2 separate regions of the Columba livia genome follow, and region 1 is linked to region 2. Evidence: chromatin contacts called from public Hi-C data. All regions are on one chromosome and are shown on one strand. The core of a region is the stretch at or near the end of the contact, and the rest is flanking DNA. Distances in the headings are between cores, read along the strand shown.

Region 1 (7,107 bases), core at 2,767-5,266, 210 kb before region 2:
GGTTTTGCAGTAAGATGCTGTGACTGTTCCCTTGATTTGACTTGGCCATGATGAGAAACAGTTAAGGAGCTTTTAGTCTCTTGGAATTTGCATTTGAGTTTCCTCAGGGTAGACGATGATTTCCTGATACGGGGAGGATGTGACTCGCCTCCTGGAGAGAACTGAAGCCCTGGGAGTGCTGCTCCCGGGGACCCTGGAGAGGAGGGACAGGCTCTTGGGCTGGGACTCTGCAGGTGACTGAGACATTTCAAAGCAATTCATTGCTCTTGCTGTGTTAAATTTCGCTGCTGGAGAATACACAGTTTTGCAGAGGAATATTTCCTGACTCACTTAGAATTTCATGAACCACAAGCCCATCCAGGATTGCTTGTTTATCTCATCTAGGAACCAAGACAGAGGTCTGCTGCATATTTAATCAGATGGGGGGAAGGCAAAGAATTTTAAGATAAGATTATCTTCTGCTCCTTATCACAGCCATCATGTAAAAAGTTTGCATGGCATGTAAAACAGAGCCTTATTGGTTTTGAGAACACTGCACACAAAAACAGCTTTACAGAATAACACTTTATGGTTGAATTCTCCTATGAATTCTTTCATGTATATGACTAAGAAAATTTCTTGTGCAATCCTATGAAAATTAATCTGGAGATGTAAAGAGATGTGCAGGAACCTGGGGCTTCTGGAGGAATAAACTCTTTAATTCCTGTGGCTATTGAAAGCAGAAAAGGAAGAACAGGCGAAGAGGACCCAAAGTCAAGTTTCTCATTGCTGTAGTTGGTTGACAGTAATCAGAACTAAGCTACTGGGAATCACAGTGCAAAGTCAGAAATCAAAGACAAATGGATTTTATATTCTGGGCTTTCAGTTCCAGTTCTGCAAAGGTTTTTGTGTACATTTAGGGAGGGGAGAATGACTCCTGTCTTGGAACAGGCTCCCCAGGGAGGTGTCATGGCTCCAAGCCAGTGTTCAGGAAGAGAGTGGACAATGCCCTCAAACACATGGTGTGAACTATGGGGTTGTCATATGCAGGGACAGGAGGTGGACTCAAAGATCCTTGTGGGTCCCTTCCAAACCAGGGCATTCTATGATTCCATGACTGGCTGCCAGTTCTTGCTGCACTCAGCTACAGGAACAGAGTCTGAGGTGGCAGAAGGGATGTGAAGATGATACAGGACCAGGAGGGAGTCCTGTGAGGTTTGTGTTTAGTTTTCCATCTTCAGTGTTGGCACCAGTGTGCAGCAAGAGTTACAACTATGTGTCACTCTTGCACAGAAAATGGAAATGTTGAGTCTGCGCCACCACAGCTGCAAACCATCCTCTCCCTCTGAGCCAGCCTGCTCCTTTGGAACTCAAAAACCTTCAGGTCTGTGCTCTCTCCTTGCAGCGAAGCTTAGAGGAAGCCTGGGGGACATTTGTACACTTGGTCAGTGTGTGAGTTGTTGTTGGTACCAACCGGCACTTGCTGAGGAGCTGGGGTCTTGCTGTCCTCCTAGCAGAAAGGTGTGAGAGAAGGATAAGGTGGTGCTTTAAGCCTAGTTTTGCTAATTCTGCGTTTCTGAACAAGTTGTTACTGCTATAAATTCCATCTGTGAGCTTAATGGTCATGAAATAATGGTTACACTTTGCTAATGAGCCACTGATGGGTATCAAGCAATGGTGAGGGGAGTGAATGGATGGGCCTTATGAGGATGTTTTGTAACTTGGGCAGAGGGCGATGTGTGTGTACTGGGCTGGGCATAAAACATCTCTAAAGACTAAGGCCACCAGGCTGCACACAAAGCTACCTTGGTTCCAGAGCCTTCCGCATCCCTCTGGTGTTCAGGAAGGGATTCAACATGCTCTTGGTCAGAGAGAGATCCACAGTGCACAAGGCAAAGCTTGATTTAAAAACACAGTGGTGTATATAGGCTTTGTTAGCTTTCATGCACTGCAGTGAAACTCATCTTGGTATTAAGCATTCACAGTACCAGAGAAACAAATAAAATTCAGGAAAAAGTAACTGCCTTTGTGGTTTCATGAGGACCTCTGTGTCTGCCCTTCTAAATGCTGGCAAAATAAATACTGAAGTGCTTTTTTTGCTCACAGCAGACATGATTAATTCAGCTGTTGGTCAGTGTGTCTTCTAGAGGAAACAATTGACAACCCCTAGGTGGATAAGCACCAAAGTCCTGAAAAGCCAGAGATTTTCTCCACATTTAAGAAACCAAGAGATAAAATAAAAACGTTCTTTCATTCCTCTTCAAATCCATAATCAGACAGGACTTAAAGACAGACAATTTTGCAATAAGCATTTTGGAGAGCGGCTCTTAAAGTGAAAATTCTCTGAACAGCTGGAGCCCCTGTGGGGTTGGGTGGTTACAAGTGCCACATGAGCATCACAGCAGCACATCCCATGTCCCATCGGCTGCATCCAGCCCCTCCTGCCTACCTGGCTTGAGGACTGAGGGATGTCCAGGTGTACGGTGCCTCTTTTACACTCAGCAGCTCTTCTGCAAGGTGAGAAGAGGGCCTGTGGGATGCTCAGGGGTGCTGAGATCTGTATATTTTATGCTATAAGTGCACCTTTCCTCCTCCTCCGCTACTCTTCCCCCAGGGAAATCCTGAGCAGGATGCAAATGTCCTCAGCAACTTTACCAAGTTTGTCTTCTGCTTCTTCCAGCATAATCACACCCACTGATTTCTGCTTGCCTGCAGGTCTTGTTTGCAGTTAGAAGCTCAAAACACCATTTATTCTCTGTATGGTTTCTTAATCCGGAAATGGATCTAGTTTGCTTTACCAGATTATAAACTAATTAAGTTGAACATATTGTGTTATGTTCAAACGCATTGTACAGCTTTCCTGAAAGAGGGAAAACCACATTTGACTTTGCTGTGAGTTTCTTCTTTCTTCAGTATCAATAACTTTGTGTTCTCAAAAAATATAAAACATCTCTATAAATGGTAGAGTTTTTTCTTGGGGCCAGGAGCTGGGTAGCTGGAGCTGCATCTGTCTCACATCTTTCATCCTCTCAACCCTTTAAGAATATCCTTGCCAACATCCCAAGGTCTATTCCTTTGCAACTCCTAGCCTTGCTCTTAAACACACTTTTATTATCTGCAATATTGCATTTGATAGTATTACTAAATAGTTCTTTTTTTTTTTTCATTTTGGCAACAGCTTCTTCCCTTTCCAATGGATTTTTTTTTTCCCTAGTTGTAAATCAATTTTAGAGCCTTACATGTCTAAGGCGAGCAAATATACCACTGCTCCAAATGAGACAAGTATTTTGCATTTCCATTTCCTGACCCATCAGAGAGCATTTTGTGCAAAACGTGGAAGAAATATCAAAATTATAAAATAGCATTGTTTTTGGTTCATTCTCTGTTTAGAACAGCTGATGTTATGTAAAACATCCATCATTATCCAGACGTCATGGAGATTGAATTAAAAGAGGGCAAATACTTTATAGGTACTGCTACATTTCAGTGACAATTTTGCTGACTGACAAATACTATATCACCTGAGGTTTTTGACATCATTTCTTAGTTTACTTATTTAGACTGGAAATATGTCTGAAATATAATTATTTGCCAGGGAAGTTTGCAGTCTGGATGTGAGATGGACTCCCCATCTGCATTTGTAGCCACAGGTATCAGCTTTAGTTTCCTTCTGCCACACCACATTTACCCTGAAATAGGGGAATGCTGTTCCTCCTCCAAAAGTCTGTTTAAAGCAATTGATTTGCAAGAATACTTTTTAGCCCAGAACAATTAAGAACTCTAACAGCTTAACTGGCTGTGATAATTAGCAGTCACTAAGCCTGTCTTTGGGGAAATATAGCATACTGTCCTATTTTAGTACTACCAAAGGAAAATAATGAGAAAATAATGTGAAAGCCCATTGCTTTCCTGAACAACTCCTTGGGATGCAGAACCTGGGCTGGCCATGAGCTGCCGCAGCAGTGATCTCTGCTTGCTAAGCTTGGAAGGTGTGTCATTTCGATAACCACGGGTGACAAATTTAGCTAGTCATTGTGACGCAAGCACAAACTGTTGGCAGCCAGGGTGGAAATACCTGCTACTCCATTCTTACAGGAAGGGGTAGTTTTATGTTAATCACCCCTAGAAGCAGCCTTCTGGGATCCCGCTGATCCCCCTGCGCGCTCCCAGGTTGGTGGGGAGGCGGTGGCTCGGTGCCAGTGGGGGTAGCATGTTGGGGAGGCTGTTGGGGTGCAGCCCCAGGCTGTGGCGGCAGGTGGCTCGGCCAGTCCCACACCCTGCCAGACCCATTGGTGACAAAGTGAAGGGCGCTCAGGATGCAGCTTTGCCGACAGCTAATCCAGGTGAGTAGAAAGACTTTGGTCGCTGTTTTGTGCTACGGCACAGAGGGAAAGGGTATTTGCAGGAAAGGGTGAGAAAACAACCCTTGCTGTTGTCTGTGGCTGTTACTGCAGTGCTGCAGCTCCTGGGGCTACAAACTCTCAAGACACGAACCAAATTGAGAGCTCTTGCCAGCACAGGGGTGAAGTTTTTCCTGTTGAATAGTCTTCCTCCTATGGCGGCAAATACAAACTGATACTTAGTGTCAGGGAACCTGTTAATTAAAAAAAGTTCATCCTAGTACCCAGCTGCCAGGTTTCCAGAGGAGGACCCGCACAGGTGTCTGCATGTGCAGGGCTGGTGTGAGTGGCAGCCTTGCACCCCTCTGCTCCCCGCAGCGCTCCCTGCCCAATCACATCTGCGACTGTGTGGGCTGGTGGCAGGCAGAGCCCTGGCTTACCTGGCCGGGAGCAGTCATGGGCTGCTCCCACATGGGCAACCTCCTTGGCATAGAGATGGTTTCTCTTTAATCTGTACCACCACCTCCTCGGCCGTGCCTTTGCAGATTCCTCACTCCAGTGAGACTGGGCTGCATGGGGCTGCCTGTGCTCCCCTGGGATACTTTTGGGTCTCCAGCATGGGACTTTGACCTTGTCTTTCCTGGCATGGACCTTGTCCTTTTAGTGATCCATCCTACTCCTTGCCACAAATCTGATTCAGACGCTGATATTTCAGATGCAGCTCTACTGATCTTGCTGGCACTCTGTGAGAGAAATAGAAGCAGGAAATGGAATTTACCTGGGGATCTGGGTGCCAAGATTTATACCTGGGGTTTTTCGGCCATTCACAAGTCCTGGCATGCAGGAGCAGGCCTGGGGCCAAGGAACTTAATGTAATTTTACCTCTTAACGCAGGCAGGAAGAGATGGTTCCTGTGCCCTGTTCTGTAGCAGCAGTGATTTTCTTTCAGCCAAGCACTAACAATCCAGCAACAGTCAAGGATCACAGGACACTGAGACTAGGGTATCTTCATGTCCATCCCTTCCTGCATGCCCTGGTCACTTACAGCGCATTTCTAAACACCAGTGCTACATGTGCAAGCACAGGGCACCATAACCTGACATCTTGGGTGCACCTACCTGGGTGTGTGAGCAGTCCCAGCTACCTTGCAATGACCACCTGTACAGGCGTGCAATGCAAAAGCCAGGGTTTGAGGTAGCCAATGCTTGCCCTATTTTTGCAGCATCTCTCTGCCACAGCTCTTGTCATGACCTGTCATTGGGCTTGTTTCCATCCAGAGGAGCCAGACTCCCTTTTTCATGGTGCTTACAGTGACAGCATGCTAATGGCATCACTGTGGTAGGCTGGTGGGTGTAATGTATCATCATTAGACTACAGTAACGTGGTACTCAGCTTGCATGAGAACAACTGCCAGCCTCACACCAGGCTGTATTTTAACAGACCTTGTCTCTCCATCAGCACTTTTAGAAGGACATGCTGTCAAGGAGTTATTAGAGCTGCTGGCAGTTTTCTTAACTGGGCCATTTGAAAGCAAGATGGCTAGTAGGGTGAGAGCATGTTGTGGGCTTGGGTGACTTCAGCCCTGCATCCTTCGCCCCATAATCAAGAAGATTAGAAGAGATTTTTGGTTAAAAAACTACCTAAACTGAAGGAAGAAAGAAAAAAAAGGTGCAAAGAAAAAAAAAAAAGCTGCAAATATAACAAAGCATATCACACCAGCTGCTGAGTCCTTTTGACATTAGAAAGCACATTTAGCTCTCACAGAAAAGTGCCATTCTGAATGTTCAATCCTCCTCCTCCTGTACAAGCAGTTTTTTGCCTCTTCCCTTCTTTAAGGTTAGGTCATTGTTTTCTTTTATAAAATCTCTTACAGGTTACGAAACTTTCAAGAATGACAGAAGGCCTACAAATTTTGATAAAAAGGTGTTAGTATGGGCAGGACGCTTTAAAAAGGAGGAGGACATTCCCAAGCTTATATCGTAAGTAGACCTGCCTGAATGATGCTTTTTTAATATGAACATACAGACTGAGACTGAGACTCTAGTCTGCATTACCCAGAACTGTGCTCACATGGTGAGGGTTAGTGCTTCTCTATGCTGATGGGGTCTGCTGCTACTGATGTCCAAAAACAATTTGAATCTTTGGGAACATGAACTTTTTGTCATGCCCTGTGCAGTAAACTGGATTCACTTGTTTTAGATATCATAAGTTTCAGAGTAAGCTGAAATGTCTTTTGCAAGACAAGCAGCTTTGTAACTCAGAAGTCACCATGATAAATCACCTCAGATTTGTACATGCTTTGCTAGTTTTATTGAGTAGCAATCAATAATGCTGCATAAATTTTAAAAAGAAGCTGGTGTTATACACAGCTACTGACAGACTTCTGCAACAAGACCCTCATGTCTGGGCTACGGTTTCGCCTCCTTGTTGAAGTATTTTTGTTAAATGATTGTCACTTAGTTTTGGAGACCTAATGCTTTCTGACTTGTGACAACCCAGGGGCTTCTCCAGCTGACCTTCCCCTTGCAGGTGTAAGGAAATCCATGGCTAGATATGAGTTCATGAATGTCCCGTTGCCACACTGCAGTCTCTTGCAAGTGTGAATTGTCAGAAAAATTATGTGAATCGCTCATGGAAGGTGTTGGAGATCTCCCAGCGACAGATGTGGCTGCTCAGCAATGTGGGAAGACAATTCCAGATGGACAGAGCAGTTGTTCACTCCAGCTGAGGCTCAGCCTCCCACTGCAGGCAGATGCTGGCAGGGCTGGTGGCAGCTGCCTGGCAGAGG
Region 2 (6,881 bases), core at 2,024-4,523:
AACACACAAGGCACAGTGTGACTAAGCTTTGACTTCATTGCTGTAATCTGACAAAAGCATACAGAATCCAAAGGGCAAAAGTAAAAGTAAATAGAATTACTGAGCCTGAGCTTTCTGTTGTTGAACCCACATAATAAATTCTTTTTAACGACAAATTCCAGTAATGTGATTCAGTTCATTTACCCTCCTTCCCCCTCCCTTTCCTCCCAAGTTCTGCATTGTAAATGGTCTTATAACCCAGCATGTTAACTGTCCAGAGAACAAGGCCGTTCCTGTTCCTAAGCAGCACTCGTCATTACTCCTGAACCACACATAGCAGACATGGCCAGTCTAACTTCAGATCAAGCCAACATCCATCACGTAATCACTCCTCATCAGCTGACAGCTTGTCACAGCCCACTAAACAGCAGCAAGGATCAGGATGTCCGGTTTGCAATGACAGACCAGTGATGTCCTGGCAAAGCCCTAAGCAAAATCCAAAGCAGACCACTATGTATTTTACTATATGGGCCCAGCCTTAATTATCTGAAAACAGAACTTAACACAGTCACATTGGTGCTCTAATTACTGGGGAGGCAGAACAAGAGAGGAGAAAACCTCACTGTGAGAGCAAAGAGGAGCCCTGACAAGAGCCAAAGATGCTGCTCTAGCCAGGAGAGAACAGCTTTACAAAGCCTGCAAACTCCGCTGCTTCAGTTCTCGAGTTCTGCTTTACTCCCACATAGCTCTGACTCACATCACATCAATCCACATTTAAGCAACTGCAGATACGTCTCTACTGTCCTTGTCCAGCTGGGGTACAGAGGAACTTGCTGACTTGTTGATACGTGACCCCTACGCTCTTTTGGACAACAGAAGGAAATTGAGTGTGGCTGAAGATTTAACACACTCATTTCAAATTAAGTTTCCTTCCAGATCCTTGGCTAATGCACCTCCACCTTCCTGGCTGTCAGCTTTGACTCAACCATCCTCTAACAGGTGAGATGGAGCAGAAGAATGAAACTAGAAGTCTGGAATTTGGAACACGGCAGTTTGCATGCTGGAAATGTCTGGAATCCAACGTGATAGAGCTAGATGTGATAACACAGCTTGTGAAGATGGAAGGAGATTATCAAGATGCTAAGGTTTCAGAAATGTCATAGGGAGGTCAGGCATAAATATACGTACAATATCGTAATGAGGCAGAATTGTAGTTATAGCTGAAATCTTTCTATAATGGACACATTCCTACATTTAACAGTGCACTGTTATCTTCAGTTGTTAAATTTACTATTACCTGCAGGAATCGTACTAATATCTGGAATTCAGATTTCAGTATGCATCTGTTTATGGGACTGGTAGTCACCAGGCTATAGAAGAACACGCTCCCTGAAATACTGAGTTGTTTCCCTCAACAGCCTTCGCTGGTCCTGCAAGTCGCTTCTATATTCCCTCTGAAGATGATACAAAAACTTCATAAATTGCTTCAGCATTCAGCTGTTTGAGTAGATTATTTTAGATTTAGGACTGTAAAGTACCTTACCATAAGAATAAAGGATAAAGCTCCTCTTTTTAACTTGATGCATTCAAATAAACCCCAAACCGAGCAGAGAAACAACGACTCATAACACCAAACCCACCACTTGCCATCAAGAGAACAGTTACAACACATTCACCCACCAAGTGACACAAGATGGAGATATGAAAACGAAAGGGAAAATTACAACGTGAGATTATGTTGCACTACAAACAACACGTCACCAGTCAGAGAACTTTTTGGAGTTGTATCTTTTCAGCACAAACAGCTCATTAAGTATTGAACAAGTACAAACTCAGTCACATTTTCCAAGCAGCTAATCTAGTTTCCAAGCTTAGCCATCCCGTTAAAAGCTGTAGCCTGGCTTCCTGCAGAGAGAAAATAAATTTTAGATCCACACCTATTTCCTGCTCACATCGAGTTTCACACTTCATGAGTCAAAGGCACTGTATGATAAACATCATACTGAAACTGCTTTTGGACCGATGGTAGGATCCAGAAGCCATACAGAGAAATTTAGTTGCAACTAACCCAGAAACGTACCTGAACCAAAACCAAAAACCAGCTCTTAAATATGCGAGAGGGTGTTACTAGTTTGAACCAACGTTCCTTTAATGAAAAAAAAAATTAAGAGTTAAATGCTACCAATTTATTCATCACTGCTGTACATCAATTTCTAGTCATACAAAAGAAACTAGCTTTTTCATCAAATAGTCCATCATCACAAAGAAAATATTACCTTTACCTCATAAAAAATGAAAAAAAACCTCCAGAGATTATTTAAATATAAGTCAACACTCAATCTGTGAGTTTTCACATTATTAAACGTTAGGTCATTTGTAGTGGTTGGTTAAAAAAAGTAGATTGGAAAGCTAAAAGCATCTACTAGGGAAACAAACTTTGATTGAAAAGGTTAATTTTTCCACTGAGGTTACAAAATCATTTCCTCCTAAACAGGCACAAACACTGTCATACGCGCCATACTGAGGCCAAATGTGGCCAACGTAAATCTCAAATAAATAAGGTAAGAAACATATGTCCTCAGAAAGAATCCACTGAATTTGTTCCAGTTCTTTACTTTCTAACTTCAGCTCCTACATGAATATCTTCAAAAGGCTTCAAATGAAAATGCCAACATTCACATTTCAAATGAAAACATACTACTTCTGGAATATTCAAGAGCACATGCCTAAGAACTTATGATGCCCTGGTGAGACCACATCTGGAATATCGTGTCCAGTTGTGGCCCCTCAGTTCCAGAAGGACAGGGAACTGCTGGAGAGAGTCCAGCGCAGGGCAACAAAGATGATTAAGGGAGTGGAGCATCTTCCTTATGAGGAAAGGCTGAGGGAGCTGGGTCTCTTTAGCCTGGAGAAGAGGAGACTGAGGGGTGACCTTCTGAATGTTTACAGATATATAAAGGGTGAGTGTCAGGAGGATGGAGCCAGGCTCTTCTTGGTGACAATCAATGATAAGACAAGGGGTAATGGGTACAAACTGGAACACAAGAGGTTCCACTAAAATTTAGAGAAGAAATTTCTTCTCAGTGAGGGTGCCAGAACACTGGACCAGGCTGCCCAGGGGGGTTGTGGAGTCTCCTACTCTGGAGGCATTCAAGACCTGCCTGGACACCTTCCTGTGTGACCTCATCTGGGTGTTCCTGCTCCGGCAGGGGGACTGGACTTGATGATCTTTCGAGGCCCCTTCAAATCCCTAACATTCTGTCATTCTGTGATGTAAATTCATGGACCTAATGAGAAAGAGAGAAAACACTGGTAAACATCACTGCTAGGGACAGAGAGAAGCAGGGCTGCTAAATAAAATCAAGTACAACAGAATAACCAGAGGGAAATAGGATGGAGAAAAGAGATACTGTTTGGGATGACTGGAGACTGGAAGCTTTTGAAGACGGAGAGAACACATACATAATAACTCTGCTCTAAGGAAAGCTTTTACAATTTCTTTCTTCAAGTTCCACAGCATGATTCATTAAGCAGCTATTCTTCATGCCAAGCAGAAACGTGACTGAGCCCAGCGCTGCTCCAAGGCCGTGCGCATTCACAGGGAGACAGCACGGCACAGGAATTTCACTCATACATAAGTCTGCGGAGTGAAACTTGAGCCTGAATACGCTCAAGTGACCATAAATGCATCCAGCAGACAAAAGGCATTTGTGTGCCTGTTTTGAAAAAAAAGAAATCTGTTGCTTCTAATCCGAGATCAAACATCCAGTGAAAAATCCCCCCGGAAGCAGAGAGCAGCATACTGATGAGTTTGATCATTCTTCAAGAATGATTTAGCTACTGCCAAAACATAACTTCAATAATTTAAACTGTTGTGGCGTGAATTATCTGTTTAGACCGAAACCAAAGGATCAATCAATGAAACTACAAAAACAGTTCTAATAGACGTCTTTAATCTAAACTTGTTAAAATATGAGGTTCCTTAATGTTAATGTCATCTTTGGAACAGAAATAATCAAGCATTTATTCATAAGAAGAATGCTCAGAACAGGTCTTAATATTAGTCCAGTTAAATGAAAGGTTTAAATGTCATCAACAATCAAAATGAAGAATGTGGAAATCTTAGAATTATAGAATAGCTTGGGCTGGAAGGGACTTTAAAAGGTCATGTTAAATGGCACCAACAGAAAATTGCTACTCAGGAATGATGCCATTTGATGCAGCAATATTTTCAACCATCTACAGGAGAAAACAAACCCTACCAACGCTGTTTACCAACTGAAATACTCATATTCATGCTGCTGTATTTCATACAGAAGTACAGAATAGACAGCACGCGATAGATCCCTGCCACATGCTCACAAAATCAAAAAATCAAATCAAAACTAACGTTCTTGGCATGATGAAACTCCTTCACAAAGGGGTGACAGAAACTTTTGTGCTAGCAGCTATTTCACTATAAACTTAAGACACCTAAGCTTATGTTGTCTTTTTCATTTAGGCATGAAGTTCCTAATTCAACTACAAAAAAGCACAAAAACTAATACAGATAATAGCAAACATCTGAGAAGATTTTCTACAGAAAGATACTGCACACGTTGATTCTTCTGGTTTTTTTGAAAGAGTGAAACCAGTTAACATACATTAATCAGAACAGACAAAACCACCATTACAGGTGTGCAAAGTAGATCACAAGATAAAAAGATAAATAATTTTATAGCTTCCAGGTTCAATTACTTACAACATAATTGTTCCTTTATTAAGAACTTTTATTTCCAGAAAGGAAGCCAATGAAAGGTTGCTGGAATTTCTTCCAGGATAATTTAAGTATCTCAACTCTTACACTAAATGCGTGAGGTTTCTTTCTAAAAACAAGAGTAAGCACAATAAGATTAAATAGCAAGTAACGTATAATCAAGACCAACAGAATGGTTAATTTTAGTATATTTTAAGAAAAAAATCCCATTCCAGCCAAATCAGGAATATTTTGGGCATGCTCTGAAATATCTGATAAGTAACTGTTATTGCATACTTGTTCCAAAATCGGTCTTTGAATACCTAAATGTAGATGCAATGGCAGCTGCACCAACTAAATCAGAAAAATCCACAGAAATCTGGGATTTGGCAACTGTTAAGACCAATGCTGGGGATTATTTTTCTGCTTTATTTGAAAAAATGCACAGTTTGTTATGTGGGGAACAAATGATCTTACAACTCGCTAACTAGGTCCTTTTGTTTCTTAAATTCATTTGCTAATTAGCTCTTCGAGAATTCCTCAGTTTTCCAGATGGGGCAAAAAGGCTTTGAGGCTGCCAACCCGAAAATCAACCGGCTGACGTCTCTGCAGGGATCCCGGCACTTGGCACATCCCTGACACCTCCCTCCGAGCACAGACTCATCCATCCCACCCAGGTTAGAAACTCCCCTGTTGACCAAAGGAGATAAAATGTAATCTGTCATTTTAGGTAAGAGCAGCCACACTGGAGTGTGCTTGATATGGTAGAGGAAATAAAGATGCAGCTGCCAAACATCTGTGGAATCCATCGTTTCTGATAAGAAATTAGCCTTTTTGTTTGAAGAAAAAAATAAATCACAGAAAGCCACAAAGCAGACGAGCCGCATTCTGAAATGTATTCAAGCACAACAGTATGTGCATGCGGTCCCTCCCCATACTGCTTTTCAGGGTTTCCACAGATAATGTCAAGACTACCAGCAGCAGCAAGAAAACCAACTCAAGAATAAACCTCATCAACTGAAAAGTCTGAAGGTAAAAAAGGACAAAAAAGGGCAATATAAAAAGTGCCAATCTCAATGAAAAGCTTTTGTCCTAATCTTCCCCAGACCTAGTGCACATAAACTCTTGCTGCACGAGTTCACTCTCTACTGCTCAGCTATGTCGCCTGTATCTCTGCTACTCCCTTGACTACCATAATCTTCTATTAGTCTTTCGGCTTGCAAAAAGAAGATCTAATCTAGGATTCCAGTTTCTAATTAACTTGTCTTGTATTCATGTGTACTTTATGAGTACAATGAGACCATCTAAGAGGAAATATAATCATAGTATCCTGTTTCAATGCAACGACCAAAGCTTTGGTGCACCAAAACTTCACTGCTCCTCAACTGTTAAAAGACCGAACAGATATGATGGAAGACTTAGGCCTAACCGTAAAGAGAAAATGAGAAAATTATTTAATTACTCATCTTTATTGAATTTGGAGAAGAAAAGGTTCAGAGGAATCTAATCACAAACTTCAAATATCTACAATATAGTCATAGAGAAGATGGAGGTCTCGTTTCACAAGGATGCACTTATTTTTTCCTTTTTTCTTCCTTAAGTCTTCCTTGAAAATGTGTTACAAACTCAATTATTTTTCCAATGAAAATCAATGCTAAATGACTTTTGTCACCACGAAGCGTTCCAGGCAATGCAAATATTCTGTAGCAATAAAACAAATTATTAACTTTCCTAGTTTGTCCTTGGCCAGCAAAGCATCAAGAATGAAAATAAAATTCAAAAGCTGAACTAGGTCTTCAGATTTTTTAATATTATAAAGCCTTGGGCAAATGTGACAATATTGATATCAAAATAATCATTTCATGTCTTCTTTCCTACCCATGTACTACTCCGAGTCTTTGGACAGATCTACATTTGTGCTTTTCATCTTGCCTGCAGTACTACATCATTAGGCATGTGCAGTTTTGCCTGACTGGTAATTTGTTTGCCAGAGGGAGCAAAGAAAGAGCGTTTTGTTTGCAGGATCTTTTCCCTTGGCAAGAGAGAAGATATAGGAAACATGAACTGTGCTGTTTCTCTAAAGAACTTCAACATTCAGACCAGCAAGAGCCTTAAACAAATGCAGTTACATTGACAAATTACATTTATCAATTTAGGTCATCCGATC

The links. Hi-C and Micro-C count contacts between places; a contact is called where the count stands out from the background.
Region 1: a contact with region 2 is called in a Hi-C map of liver, with 2.9 times the contacts expected there. The contact joins the promoter of LOC102094835 here to the enhancer-like site in region 2. A contact is called at or near these places in 2 of 2 Hi-C or Micro-C datasets (crop and liver).

Annotation. Positions count from the first base shown.
Region 1 is chr12:7,947,337-7,954,443 of bColLiv1.pat.W.v2, reverse strand. It overlaps LOC102094835 (protein FAM162B), which reads left to right and starts at 4,016. Exons shown (of 4, transcript XM_005500557.3): 1 at 4,016-4,322; 2 at 6,193-6,298. The coding sequence starts at 4,190. The region is part of intron 3 of LOC110357467 (a long non-coding RNA gene); the gene reads right to left.
Region 2 is chr12:7,736,688-7,743,568 of bColLiv1.pat.W.v2, reverse strand. The region is part of intron 2 of KLHL13 (kelch like family member 13); the gene reads right to left. Among named protein-coding and RNA genes, the nearest start is that of KLHL13, 28 kb to the right of the region's middle. Within about 2 kb of position 3,273, at least 3 of the 3 cell types and tissues checked have an H3K27ac peak away from gene starts, as active enhancers do.